Regions from separate parts of the Sus scrofa genome. Here regions 2, 3 and 4 are each linked to region 1. Evidence: chromatin contacts called from public HiChIP or PLAC-seq and promoter capture Hi-C data. All regions are on one chromosome and are shown on one strand. The core of a region is the stretch at or near the end of the contact, and the rest is flanking DNA. Distances in the headings are between cores, read along the strand shown. Region 1 holds the start of ELOVL1 (ELOVL fatty acid elongase 1). Region 2 holds the start of SVBP (small vasohibin-binding protein). Region 3 holds the start of SLC6A9 (sodium- and chloride-dependent glycine transporter 1). Region 4 holds the start of SLC2A1 (solute carrier family 2, facilitated glucose transporter member 1).

The links. Promoter capture Hi-C pulls out the DNA fragments that hold promoters and counts their contacts. HiChIP or PLAC-seq counts read pairs in DNA pulled down with a chosen protein or histone mark.
Region 2: a promoter capture Hi-C map of fetal liver shows a contact between it and region 1, with 5 times the contacts expected there. The contact joins the promoter of SVBP here to the promoter of ELOVL1 in region 1. A contact is called at or near these places in 1 of 5 promoter capture datasets (fetal liver) and 1 of 2 datasets of contacts at active chromatin or transcription factors (alveolar macrophages).
Region 3: an H3K27ac HiChIP or PLAC-seq map of alveolar macrophages shows a contact between it and region 1. The contact joins the promoter of SLC6A9 here to the promoter of ELOVL1 in region 1. A contact is called at or near these places in 1 of 5 promoter capture datasets (fetal liver) and 1 of 2 datasets of contacts at active chromatin or transcription factors (alveolar macrophages).
Region 4: a contact with region 1 is called in a promoter capture Hi-C map of fetal liver, with 4 times the contacts expected there. The contact joins the promoter of SLC2A1 here to the promoter of ELOVL1 in region 1. A contact is called at or near these places in 1 of 5 promoter capture datasets (fetal liver), 1 of 47 Hi-C or Micro-C datasets (heart right ventricle) and 1 of 2 datasets of contacts at active chromatin or transcription factors (skeletal muscle).

The regions. Positions count from the first base shown.
Region 1 is chr6:167,882,561-167,885,938 of Sscrofa11.1, forward strand. It overlaps ELOVL1 (ELOVL fatty acid elongase 1), which reads left to right and starts at 1,414. Exons shown (of 7, transcript NM_001167647.2): 1 at 1,414-1,474; 2 at 1,654-1,844; 3 at 2,019-2,099; 4 at 2,204-2,260; 5 at 2,351-2,456; 6 at 2,551-2,687; 7 at 2,844-3,065. The coding sequence starts at 1,429. The coding sequence ends at 3,065.
Region 2 is chr6:168,627,613-168,630,972 of Sscrofa11.1, forward strand. SVBP (small vasohibin-binding protein) reads left to right here and starts at 1,397. Exons shown (of 3, transcript XM_021096913.1): 1 at 1,397-1,469; 2 at 2,224-2,394. The coding sequence starts at 2,281. The region is part of intron 1 of ERMAP (erythroid membrane-associated protein); the gene reads right to left.
Region 3 is chr6:167,265,634-167,268,909 of Sscrofa11.1, forward strand. SLC6A9 (sodium- and chloride-dependent glycine transporter 1) reads left to right here and starts at 1,560. Exons shown (of 15, transcript XM_021096817.1): 1 at 1,560-2,605; 2 at 2,695-2,779.
Region 4 is chr6:168,533,960-168,537,455 of Sscrofa11.1, forward strand. It overlaps SLC2A1 (solute carrier family 2, facilitated glucose transporter member 1), which reads left to right and starts at 1,439. Exons shown (of 10, transcript XM_021096908.1): 1 at 1,439-1,712. The coding sequence starts at 1,695.

The sequences.
Region 1 (3,378 bases), core at 164-2,663:
GGCGTGGAGGTGAGCGGGGGGCATCTGCGAGACGTGTGTGTGAGGGGGCACGTGTGAGGCCTCTGCGGCGTTGCACCTGCACAGGTGGTTCTCTGGGCAGGGGGAGCCTGGCTGATGGGAGCATCCTCCATGCTAGCTGTTCAGGGACGCCTGGTCCCTTAGGGACTGTCTCTGAGTCCCAAGCTCTCCTCGGGTCTGGGCCCAGGCTTTTGTGTCCCTGTGAGCCCTCCTCCGACATTCCTTCTGGCTCTGAGGGGGAGGGGGCCTAGCCCATCGGGACCCCTCCCTGAGGGAGGGGAGGATTCCTGAGACTTCCCCACTCCCACCCCCTCACGTGCCACTGGCCTCTCTGCCCCTCCCTGGGAGAGAAGGGCGATGGATCAATCGTACCCATTCTGAGGTAGGACAAACTGAGAATTCATGGCTAGTTGAGGAGAGGATGCTGGGCGTGGGTTTTCAGCAGTTCTCCTTGGGCCAAGGCTCGGGTTGGGGATGGAGTCTCGGGGGTGGGGGGTTCCTGGCTCAAAACCTAGAACCTTAGCTTTTCTGACTGGTCCAGCGTGGGTGCAGCATGGGTGGATGGTGGGACTCAGGCATCACATGGCTTTCTCAATCCTGGTGGGTCCTCCAGGCGCTGACCTGTGGCCTGGACCCACCCTCCACCCCATGCGCAGTTCAGCGGGGCGGGCGGGCAGAGGCGGGGCTGTGCCAGATCTAGTCAGACAGGTGGAGCCGCCAGGGCAGGAGTCTCAAAGAGCCAGGCTCCCCGAGAGGAGAGTGACAGGAGAGCGCCGGGACCAGAGGAGAGGCTGGAGGTGAGAGCCCTGCCGGGCCGAGGAGAGCCTTGGCGGGGCCGGTGCCCAGCTGGGGAGAGGAGGAAAGGCCAGCGGGGACCAGGAGCTGAGGGTCCCCGAGGAGAGAGGAGGGACCGTCTGGGAGCGGAGCATCCTGAAATGGGGCTGGAGAGGTTGAAGTGGGGGGATCCCTGGAGAGAAGGAAGCCCCAGAGCTGGAGACTGAGAGGCTTTGGCGAGGCAGGGAGAGGAGTTCCTGCTGGTGAGAGCTGAGATTCTCTGGAAGGAGACCAGAAGTGGAGCGTCCTCTTGCGGAAGAAGCGGGGCAGCAGGGGCATCAGGAAGTGAAGATCCCTGGAGAGGAGCAGAGTGAGGAGAGGAGAGGAAGGGTGGGACAGCCCTTCCCAGCAGGCAGGATGTGTGGGAAGCAGATGCCCCGCCGAAGGGCCCCTCCTAGCCCGTCCTCAGCAATTGCTTCCTCTCACTGCCCCATCCTTTCTGCAGTGAGGTGGTGCTGTTGCCCATCTGGCCCTGTCCTGTCTGTGGGTCAGGGGTGAAGCTAGGGGGCGGGGAGGAAGGCAGTCGGCCCCGTCTGACACCCATCCCTCCATACCTCGCCAGAACCCTTAGCCGGGATGGAGGCTGTGGTGAACTTGTACCAGGAGATGATGAAGCACGCAGGTGAGATGCTGGCCCCCGGCGCGGCCTCCTTCCCACCCTGAGGCCCCTGGGTCTAGAGCCGTCTCCTAATGGAGAGCCCGGACCCTTCCTTTGTGACCTGACCTCATGTCTGCACACCTGGTGTGGGGGACTCTCGGGACCCTGTGACCTTTCCTGACTCCTCTGACCCTTATTCACAGATCCTCGGATCCAGAACTACCCTCTGATGGGGTCCCCCCTGCTAATGACCTCCATCCTCCTAAGCTACGTGTACTTCGTTCTCTCACTTGGGCCTCGCCTCATGGCCAATCGGAAGCCCTTCCAGCTCCGAGGCTTCATGGTTGTCTACAACTTCTCACTGGTGGCACTTTCCCTCTACATCGTCTATGAGGTGGGCCCCTGGGATGCCTAGGCTTTAATTCTTGCTGGCAGGAGAAGGGGCGGGCCGGAGGCCGGAGCCGGAGCGTGGCCTCTCCTTTGCCGAGAGCTTCAGATGCATTGCTCTGTCTAGAGAATGGGGGGAGGGGGCGGGAAGCCTGGCAGTCTAACCCACGTCCCTTTGTAGTTCCTGATGTCAGGCTGGCTGAGTACCTACACCTGGCGCTGCGATCCAGTGGACTTTTCCAACAGCCCGGAGGCCCTGAGGGTAAGTAGGGGCCGGAGGCCAGGTCCTAAGTAGCCTAGGGATAGGAGCAGTTCGGGTATTCTGCGTGCTCTTGGGAGTCCTAAGGCTGCTCTGACTTCTTGCAGATGGTTCGAGTGGCCTGGCTCTTCCTCTTCTCCAAGTTCATTGAGCTGATGGACACAGTGAGTCGTCACATGAGATTCGAGAACTTCTCGGGGAGAAAGGCGTGAGGCACCCCTGGCTCTGAAACTCCTCTCCCACTCTTCTCTCAGGTGATCTTTATTCTCCGGAAAAAGGACGGACAGGTGACCTTCCTCCACGTCTTCCACCACTCGGTGCTCCCCTGGAGCTGGTGGTGGGGCGTCAAAATTGCCCCAGGTGAGCGGCGAAGGCCCCTGCGGGAGGGGAGGAGGGACCCGCACTGGGGACCCGAGGCCCCACTCTCCTGACCCCGTTCACTGTCCGCGTGCAGGAGGAATGGGCTCTTTCCACGCCATGATAAACTCCTCTGTGCACGTCGTCATGTACCTGTACTACGGGTTGTCCGCCCTGGGCCCTGTGGCCCAGCCCTACCTTTGGTGGAAAAAGCACATGACAGCCATCCAGCTGGTAAGCGGCCCGGGCCCGAGCCGTGACCACCCCCCGCAGCTCGCCCGGTCTGTCCGACCGACCTCGCCTGCGACCCGGCCCTCCCCCCGGCAGCCTGTCTCTCTGCCCCCGGCCTGCGGTCCTCTCGCGGTGCCCCTGACGCTGGCCTTGTCTTAGGTCCAGTTCGTGCTGGTGTCCCTGCACGTCTCCCAGTACTACTTCGTGCCGGCCTGCGACTACCAGTTCCCGGTCATCATCCACCTCATCTGGGTGTACGGCACGGTCTTCTTCGCGCTCTTCTCCAACTTCTGGTATCAGGCGTACACCAAGGGCAAGCGGCTGCCCCGCGTCCTTCCGCAGAATGGAGCTCCAGGGACCGCCAGAGTCAAGGCCAACTGAGACACACGGCCGAGCTGGACGCCCACCTAAGTGCCTCAGGACTGCACCTCAGGCAGCATCTGTCATTGTCCACCCCAGCGACACCTGTGGCCAGGACGGAGCAGGGGACAGGCATCCACTCCCCACAGCTGGTACACAGGGACCACTGCTTCCGTTCCTCCCCACGTCTCCCAGCCAGCCCCAGGGATGTGGCTCATGGCCCTCGGCCACTCCAGAGCTGGGGACCGAAAGGGCTGGACACTTCCTCCCCCCTCCCTGCCTTACACTTGGGAGAGGAGCACTCAGGGCTGGCCCCCACCAGGGCCTCGTGGCC
Region 2 (3,360 bases), core at 147-2,646, 750 kb after region 1:
GTGCAGTACAGTGGTATCCACTGTATGTACATTGTTGTGCAACTGATCTCCATATGTTTTTTGTTTTGCAGAACTAAAACTCTATATCCATTGAACAACTCCCTTTTCCCCTTCCCACAACCCCTGGCAATCACCAATCTACTTTCTAAGAGTTTGACTGCTTTAGATATCTCATAGAAATGGATTCATGCAGTATTTGTCTTTTTGTGGGGTTGTGCTTATTTTCAAGGCTTGTGATATGCAGTGCTAAACTGACTCCCAAAAAGGCTGTGATCATTTACACTTTGGCTGAAAGTGTGTGAGAGTTCATCTGGGCTACACCTTCAGCGTTGCTTAGAATCCATCCTTGGTTTCAAGTCCTTAGTGGAAGAAAAGGAGTGGTCTTGAAAATGTTTTCTTTTGGATAGGCCATTGTCCTACACTAAATACTGACTGAAACACTTGCTAGGGACTTACTAGCTGTGTGATCTTAGACAAGTCACTTAACATCTCTGGGCCTCTGTTTCCTTATTTGTAAAATGGGGATAATAAGAGTATTTTTTTTTTTTTCTGTTTAGGGTCACATCTACAGCATATGGAAGTTCTGGGGCTAGGGGTCAAACCAGAGCTGCAGCTGCCAGCCTATGCCACAGACACAGCAACGCCAGATCCAAGCCACATCTGCAAACTACACCGCAAGCTACAGCAACGCAGGATCCTTAACCCACCGAACAAGGCCACGGATGGGACCCACACCTCAGGGTTCTTACCCTGCTGAACACAAAGGCAACTCCCATAGTATATTATTATACATATTTATTTGAGGAGTACATGAGTTAATGTGAAGCTCTAAGAACAGTGCCTGGAATCGAATCCCAGGAGAGAGGTAGTTATTGCTGTTGTTATTATTTCTAGACTGAACCAGACTTCTGCTGTCAAAGTACATTTCCTCCAGTCCTAAATAATCTAATAAGGGGAAGGTAAAAACCAGCTAAAATTACTGTAGTTGTAGAACTGCAGTTGCAAAGTTACCGATTTTCGGTGGACCTGAACGTTTCTCTCTGTTTACACTGGCCATCTGTACTTCTGCCGCAAGCCCCTTTTGCAAAGCGAACAGGACCTCACCATGCTCCCAACGAGCTTCCGAATCAAGAAGGCGGCAGTCACCAAGGCTACTCTTCGAACTGAAAACTCAGCCCCAGAGAGTCACAATTCCAGTCCCAGGACGCAGACGTCACCCTTCAAAGACTAGCGGCTGTCCCAGGAAACACTCCCGGGAAAAGGTTTTCCTGCTCCCGCCCCAGCTCCAACCCCCGCCGCGCGCCCCAGCGGGAAGCCCAGCACGCTCTCTGCGCACGCGCAGCCTTCCTGGGGCGGGGCCTCGCCAGGCCGGCCCGCGCCCCGCCCCGGCCCCGCCCCCGGCCCCGCCCCCGCCCGGCCGCGGCCCCGCCCCGTCAGAGGCGCGGCCCGCTCGGACTCCAGGCCCCAAGGTAGCGGAAGGCGAGGGTTCCCGCGTGGGGCCTTGCGCGCGGCGCGGCGGGGCCCGCGTCCCGAGGCCGGGGAGGGAGGCGCAGATCCCCGAGCGCCGCCCGCCCCCGCCGCCATTTTGCACCCCGCCAGGGCGGCGGCAGGAGGGAGAGCTCCCCTGGGGCCGGGCTTGGGCCCGGGCGGGGCGGCGGCAGAGGGCGGGCCCGGCGGGCAGAGCGGGCGGTGCCCGTCTGGGAGGGCAGCGGTGGGGCGGCTCTGGCCGGAGAGCCGGCGACCGCGCGGGGATGGGCCTCCTCGCGGCCCCGCTTGGAGACCTGGGCTGGCCCATCCCTCTGGGCCGCGGAGGCGTCCCCATCCTGGCAGCCCCACGCGGGATGCAGGGCGCGAGCGTGTGAACCGGTTCTCGGGGCCCTTCTAATTCGGTCCTCACTCTTGGGAGCAGCTCTTGGAAGGGGCCAGGCAATGGACTTGCTCCATTTTGCAGACAGAAAATCAAGGCTCAGAGTGGGGAGGAGATTTGCCTAGGGACGCCCAGCGAGATGGTGGCCGTGGAGCTCCCGTCGTAACTCCTCCAGTGCGGTGGCCCTTCTCCCCTGGGTTCCCTCTGCCGCCCCTGCCAAAAGAAGGGGCTGAGGTAGGGCATTAGTTAAGCCAGCAGTAAGTTAACTAATGGGCAGTTCGTTCGTTCTTTCTGGCTGTCGTTGTTTTGTTTTTTAGAGGGTTTTGTTTTGTTTTGTTTGGGGGGGGTATTTTTAGATCGGCCTCCTTCTGCACCATCCAGGTGAGAGCTAAGAAGTATTGCGAAGCCAAGTCATGGATCCGCCTGCACGTAAAGAAAAGTCCAAAGTTAAAGAGCCCGTTAGCAGAGTTGAGAAGGCCAAGCAGAAATCAGCCCAGCAGGAGCTGAAGCAAAGACAGAGAGCAGAGGTGAGAGAAAGGCGCACCTGCAGTCTGCGGGAGGGGATGCTGGAATGGAGAGAGGTCTGTGACGGGAGCCCTGCCTGCCTCCAGGCAGAACAGGTGTCTTCCCAGGTTTCCCAAAGGAGATCACTGAGGTCCAGACGGTGGGGGGCAGCCCAGAGTCACACGCCAAGGGTCAGTACCTCGGCCAGGTAGTCTCCAGACGAAGCAGAGCTTTTGCGGTGAGAACCTGAGGAAGGAGGAAAGGGGAACGAGAAGGGACCTGTAAGGGAGGGTCTCGCAAGGGAGTGAGAGACCGAAAGCGTCAGACACCGTAGGACAGACGGCCTGGATTTGGTCTGGAGAGTAGCTGCCGAAAATGAAGCAGCAGACGCCCAAGCTCTGCTCTCCCCATTCTGTTCCTTTGTTCAGGCTGCACTCACACAGCAACTTGACTGTTTCCATGAATATTTTATCTTTGTATTTAAGTAGAATTATGGGGTACATTTTCTAATTTACTAGGTGTTGCCAAATTGCTTTTCAGAGAGATTGTACAAGTCTGCACGCACATGAGCAGTGTAAGAGTTCTCGTTCCCCACTTCCTTTCCAGTGCTTACGGGTTGTCAGACTTTCAATTTTTGTTCATCGAATCCGCTCACTCACAATACTGAGCTGTTGCTACATGCCAGGCACTGCTGCAGGAACCTGAGCTGCATGAGTGGACCAGGCAGAGACGAGTCAGCCCCTGCTTGCATCCAGTGGGGACACAGACATAAACACAATAAGCGAACGTGATAGTGTGTTCGAAGTTGATCCATAAACTGAAACCTGCCTCTGGATTAGGACAGGGCGTCTAACCGGGTTCTAACAGCTTGGTCCCCTCTTTTCTTCACCTCCACCTGGGTCCAGGCCCCCAGGTGGTTTTTACTGCCTGGCGCTTGGGTGAAAGGTAGAAAGCCCGCTGTGAGAAACGGCCCTGGGCCGCTGTGCCTC
Region 3 (3,276 bases), core at 310-2,809, 620 kb before region 1:
AAGTTGTCAGGCCCCCTGGGCACTAGGCCCCCTGGGTGGTGGACACGGGGGCTCTGGGTGCGGAGAACTCTGGATTTCAGGTTCTCGGCAGGGTTGGGGGCTCTGGCAATGGGAATTCTGGACTTTGGGATTTCCAAGATATGTAAGAATCGGAACATTGAAATGCTCTGGAAATCAGGGCTGCACCCCAGGCAGGGCCAAAGTCAGTGTTTCTGAGCTGTGTGCCTAATTTTACCTGTAGCTGCTGGGATCCAGTCTGGACCCTGCTCCGATTCCCATAATTGGCTCATGCTGTCCCCGTGGACCAGGGCCAAAGAAAGCACAACAGGATGGCCTGAAGGGCACGTGGTGCCCCAGAGACAGCTCTTGGGTCTGGAACCGATCTATCCCACTCCCTTGCATTGTGACAGGGCGGGGAAGGTGCCAGGCACTGACCACTACAAGTTCAAGGGAGGAAGAATCTGAGAGCAGAGCCCAGCTGCTGAGGCTGGGGCTCCACGCCCTGTCAGGCCAGGCTGCAACTCAAAGCCACATCCAGCCTCCCCCACCATCTCCGCAGGGCCCCTCAGCACTCCTCCACCAAGGTGCCCAGCGCTGCCAGCTGCCACAGTGCCTTCCAGAAGCGGCGCGAGTCTGGTCTTATCCTATCCCACCAGACTTACACCTAAGCATACTCCCCCGGGGCCCAGCAGAGGCCTTGATCTTGCAGGCTGATGATGACAAGTGAAACCAGTCAGCATTAGGGGATCTGACCCCGGGCCCAGCCCTCCCAGGAAATAGCGCTGCAACTGGAGCTCCTGAGACACGCCCTGGCCCGCAGTGGGTGGGGCCCAGCCACCGAGCTGCCCCTCCTCTTGCTGCCCTGCCCCAGGAAGAAGCTCACCAGCCAGCGAAGATGTCTGACCCCATCAGTCCTCCTCTCGGTCCTCTGGCCCAATGCCCCTCCTCTCCCCACAGTGGTCCAGGCTGCCGGTGCCCTTCCCACCCCGTGGGCCAGCTGCCCAGGGCCGGGAGCTCACAGCTGGGGATGGAGGCCATCCCAGCTCTGACCTGGGCTAGGCCCAAACCTACCTCCCTTGGGGCCTCCTTCTGGTTGGAAAAAAACGGCTACTTTAGTCCCTGCCTCGTGGAGACGGCTTTTCAAACCAGAACCTTTTCACATAAGCTTCTCCCAGGGACTCAACTCACTGTGTGGCTGCCTGAAGCCCTTTCTAGATCAAGGTGGGTAACATACACACATCTGTAAATCTCTCCAGATGAACGCAAACATGCTTTGTGTTACATCAGCTGCCTGGCACAACCCACGCGGGCAACGTCTCCAACTTGCCCAGACACCCCAGGGAAAAATCTCTTTTACCCACCGCATGGGTTAAAGCGTGAGGCTGCCTCCCTGTCCCCAGATTAATCCCCAAACTCTTTCTCCCGAATAGAGGCTCAGGGGACTGAATTCTGAGCACCCCCCCCTCTTCTTCCACCCCCACCTCCCCCCGACCCCCAGCCACAGGTCTTGACAGTCTCTGGGAGACTGGCAGTGAGCATCTGGCAGTCTGTCTGTCTCCCTTCATATGGAGTCCGAAGCGTGAGGGGGGACGCCCCACTGTCCCTGGCCATGGCAGTCCCAGAAGCTTCACTGATCTTCAGTGCCCTCTTCGCAGCCCCCAGCCCACCCCCAGTCTACTGGAGGAAAGTTGGCCATTTGCCATCGTCTCAGCCTCTTCCTCACCCCATTCCACTACCTGGGGACTCTTTCAACAGCCTCCCTCCCGCCTTCCCCGTGTGGCAGCCCTTTTTGACAAGCCCCAGGGGGAGGGAGGGAAGGAGGGAGAGACCAGCAATTAAATTTACGTCCTATGCGGTGGGGTGGGGCTTGGATCACCCGTGCCGGCCCCCACCCAGAGCCAGGCACGCACACCCATACATACCACTACACAGAGCTGCTGCAGTGCCCACTGTCACTCCTCCACAAACACAGATCCACCTACACAAATCCACGGGGGCAGGGGGCACAGGCTCCACAGCCTGCTCAGGGAGCGGCGAGTGCGCGCACACAAGACACCTGCAACTCGTTCACAGGAGAATAAAAATCACAAACATGCTATACCTGCCAGGTTTGGGAACAAAGTAACAATGAAAATAATCTTGCTGATGAGAATAATGTCTCCAGACCTCCCCAGATCTGATTACATCCCTAATGTGAACAGGTTATAAGTTCCGAGTTGGCAGAGCCCGGGGGGGATGCCTTGTGCAATGGACGGCATGTGTAGCCTGAGAACTGCCTTGGCAAGAAGTGTCTGTGCCTGACACCTGTTATACTGCCCAGTGCCTCTGACAGTAAATTAATAACGTGGAATCTCACTCTTCAATTGATCTTGTGGGAGTTTCGCATGTGTGAATCAGCTTCTTAGAGGCTGACTATCCCCAGGGAACAAATAAAACTGGTTTCCTGGCCAGATGACAGTGAGGCTAGAATCAGGGTGCAGAGAAGAGACCATCTCTCCAGGTTGGTGCCCTCCCTGAGCAGAGGGCACTCTGCCGGGGGGCAACAGTGGTTCCCTGACAGCCAGTACGAAAGGCCCCTTCTTCTTGAAAGCTGGTGGCTCTTAAGGTAAGCAAATATGGGAGCTCCTTTCCACCAACCGCCAAGTATTGCTGCCCAAAGGCAGCCTGGAGCAATATGTTTTGTGCATTTTACAGGACAGGAAACAGGCTCCGCAAAGCTCCCTCTGCCAAAGTCTCTGCTTTAGCTGGAACTGGAACCCAGGTCTGTCTCCCTGGGGAGGTAAGTGGGGGTCCAGGTTGGTATCTGCAGCCCCTGTAACAATATGGCCAGCATAGAGCTGACCAAACCAATTTAGGGGAGGGTCAGTGGAGAAAGGACCCCCAGGCCTCGCGTCCCAAGGAGTAGGACCCAGGCCTTACCCAGCTGTGCCCACAGTCCCTAGCGGCGCTGCTCCAAAGGGAATGGAATTTGCTCTGACTTCTCTCTAGGGGGAACGCAGGCGCAGAAGGCCGGGGGCCTGGCAGGCTAACTCCAGCCTCAGCCCCCCCCCCCAAGTGCCCCGGCCTTCTGGCTTCATTCCAGCCCTACCCGAAGGGGACGACATCTGCTTCCTCCAAGGGCCCCAGCTGGAGGGCAGCGAGGCAAAGGTGGAGAAGGGGGCTCCTTGGCAGTGCGCACTTCCAGGGGTTCGCGGGGATCAATCATCTGAAAGCTAGAGAGACTGCAATTTTATTCTGTGGGAGGAGGAGCCTGAGAAGTCGGACGGGGGTGGGGAT
Region 4 (3,496 bases), core at 189-2,688, 650 kb after region 1:
GGGACCTTGTTGCCTCCAAGGAAGAAGGAAGGCAATGCCGGACATCCAAACAGGAGAGCGAGGGTCAGCACTGGAGCGGAAACCAGAGGCTCTGGAGGCCCTGCAGGCAGCAGGAAGGGGAGGAGGGGGAGGGGGTAGAGAAGATGAAATCCACAGGGGCTTCGGGAAGAGGAGGGGCGGCCCCAAGCTTTTCAGGCCGAGCAGCAGAGAGAGCATAGACTCTGGAGTCGCAGGCAGGGTGTGCCGGGAGGGGGCCTGCCTTCCCTTCCAGGGCTCCTTGCCCAGCCAGGCTGCCCCCTAGGCCAGCACAGGACCCACAGCCCAGACAAAGGACTCCAGGGGTCACGTGGCCAGCTGGGCTCCGCCTTCCCCACAGAAAGTAACCCCTTTCTGGCCCCCTCCACAGCCAACAGGACCCCCAGCCTAAACTTCGGATTTTGTCCAGACCTTTGGACGGGGTGTCTTTCTTTTCACTGTGTCTCAAATAAGACACAATTCTACAAGAAGAAGTGAGGTGCGGTCATCAGATGGAATAAGGTGAACTGTCACCACTACCACGAGAGGGGGACTTCCTGCCGGCCAGCCTGGGCGTCTGTGGACACTGGAGCTCTGCAGAGAGCAGATGAAGTTGGCAGGGTGATCCTTCTGGTTTAGCCAGGAGAAAGCTGGGCCTCGTGGGCCAGCCTGCTTCTTAGATCACCCAGGGCTGGTCTACAGCGAAGCTGGTTCAAACCCAAGGTCTCCTGTGTGATTGTTCTTCACATTTTCCACACTCACCTGTCACCACAGAGGCACAGGTACTGTCAGGGGCCGAGAAGGCTTCACAGAGGAGGTGATGATAAAGTCCAGAGAAGAGGCGGGTACGGATTTCCAGGCAGGGGGCCCAGCCTGTGCTACAGCAAGGCTTCGCTTACAAACGGGAATGTGGGGGTGGAGAGGGAAAGGGAGGAGACCGCGGAGCGAGACCTCCCGTAGCCTATGACATACTGAAACACCACTGACCACGTAACAGACGCTGTTCTGAACACTCCACAAATATTAACTCACTTAATCTTCATAACAAACCTATGAGGTGGTACTAGCGCTACCGCTGGTTTCGCGAAGCTATCCGGTGGCGAAGTGAGGACTCGCTCCTAAGCGCGACCCTGGGCCGCTCCTACTTTGTCTCACAGCCGGTAGCAGCGCCTCCATTTTGCTGGAGGCCGCTGAGGCTCAGAGAGGTGCGCACACTTGCTGAGGGTCACACAGCCAGCGAGCCGCCGGGACCCAGAGACCCAGGGAGACCCGCAGCCGGAGCAAGGTCTCCGCGCCGAGCCCCCCGCCCCCTTCCCGGGGCCGGGGCCCGGGCCCCCTCCCCGCGGAGCCCCGCCCCGGACGTGCCCCAGGCCCCGCCCCAGACCCTGCCCACCCCTCCGCCCCCCGCGCACCAGCCGCGCCAACCAATGGCTGGGGTCCTATAAACGCGACTGTCCCGGCGCTCAGAGGTAACCCGGGCGAGCATTCAGATCGCGGGCCGCTGGTCCCAGGAGCTGGCTCGCTAGCGAGCGGGAGGCCCAGCGACCGGAGTCGGAGTCAGGGTCGTGGTCGGAGTCTCAGGACCGGAGCAGAAGCCTGAGCCGCAGAGCGCAGCCCGCTCGCCAGCCCGTCGCCGCCCGCGCACCCGGCGCTGCCCGAGCCTCCGGCGCAGCGCGGCCATGGAGCCCAGCAGCAAGGTGAGAAGCGCGCCCGCGGGCCCTCCCCGCCCGGAACAAAGGCGCGGACCCCCGCCGCCCCCTCCGCGGGCCTGGACCTCCCCCGTGGCCCGGCAGCGCGGTGCGCCCTGGGCTGGCGGCGCGCCTCCCTAAGCCTCGATCGGCGCCGGCCTGGAGCGCTGGACCCTGCCGGGGCTGGGGACGCGGGCGGGGATGGGTTCGGGAATCTGGCTGGCGCGAGGGCGCCGCGTGCGTAATTGGCGTCCGCACTAAGTCACTGTCTTCCTTCCAGGGACGCGGCGCGGTCCCGGCGAGCACGTCGGGGCGCGGGCGCGGCACGTCGCTCACGATCTCCCCAGCGGCGGTCCCGCGCAGACTCCTCCCGGGGCGGGGGAGGGGGCCCGAGCGCGGCGCCCATTGGCTGAGCCGGCCGAGCCCCCGGCCCGGCCCCGGCCCGGGTGAGCCGAGGAGGCGGGGCCCGCCCCCGCTCGGCGGGCTCCGAACCTCTGCTCGCGATTGCCCGGCGCCACGCTGGGCGCGAGGCCTGGTGTCGCGAGCTTTCCGCGGCCTCGCGCCGTCCGCACGCCAGCCCTCCGGGGCTCCGAGGCGTAGGGCGCTCTCTTAAGGCCCGGGCCCCAGCCCCAGGGTTCCCGGCTCCAGGGCTGAGGCGAAAACCCCGCCTCCGAGGCCCTTCTTTCCGCGTATCGCAGGCCCCAGAGCTTTGGCCAGGTCCCGGGGTGCTGCGAGGTGGCAGCTTTCCCGGCTCGGGCAGGGCTGGTGAGGGCGGGGCGGAGAGAGCGCCCCGGGCGCAGCCGCCGCGATCCCAGGGGGCCGAGGGTCGGGAAGGGGCCCCGGGCTGAGGGGAGTGGGAGGACGGCGCGTGGGGGGGAGTCGCGGGGCCGGGGACTCCGAATACAAAAAAGAGGACTCCTCCTCCGGGAGCAAAGCACTGCCTGGGTACGACCTCTCCCTCCTCCCTCCCTCCTCTCTTCTTTTCATCCGTAAACTGGCCTGTCCTACAGGGGATCTTTGAGGCTTCCCCAGAACGGTTCCTTTCCGGCAAATATTTCTTGGGCCCCACCTCAAGTGTAGGCATTGTTTCCTCCCTCCCTTCTTCCCCCTTCTACCGAGTATTTTTAAGTCACATTTTCCTCTGAAGCTCGGCAGAGGTGACACAAGATGACTCGCTTTTTACACCCTGCGTGCCGGGGGACCGCTTACCTCCGCACCGCCCTTCCTTTGGGCAGTGGAGGTGTCCGACGGAACTGAGCCCGGGCTCGGCTGGGCAGAGAGGTGCGTGTCAGTGACGCTAGGCTGTACCCTCTGTGCAAAAAGGCTCCTTTATGTCTGATGAATCCAACCTGCTTCACCCCACCCTCGCCCTTGGGCCTCAAAGAAGACCCTGAGCCCAGAACACGCCTCCTGACAGTCATAGGTGAGCCATTATGCTAGGATAGAAAAACAAAAATAAAACGAGAAGCTATTTTAGCTAGTGGTGAGAACTTAAGTTTAGATACTTGCTGTGCTAGGTCAGGGCTCTGGCAGGCCACTTAACCTCTCTGGGCTTCAGTTTCACTGTAAGGGTAAGAACTGTCTGTCCAGCATGTGTTGCAGGACCTGGGTGTGTGTGTTGAGTGGGTAAGTGACTATTCCGAGTGGAGGAGAAAATCAGCAGTCACTTACAGTTCACTTAGGCTCTTGGCTCAAATGCTTTTCCATATCACTGACCTCCATGCTGGTTTATGGCCTGGAGATCAGAGGAGGGAGGTGACTTTGCTGAAGTCACACAGCTAGTAAGTGGCTGG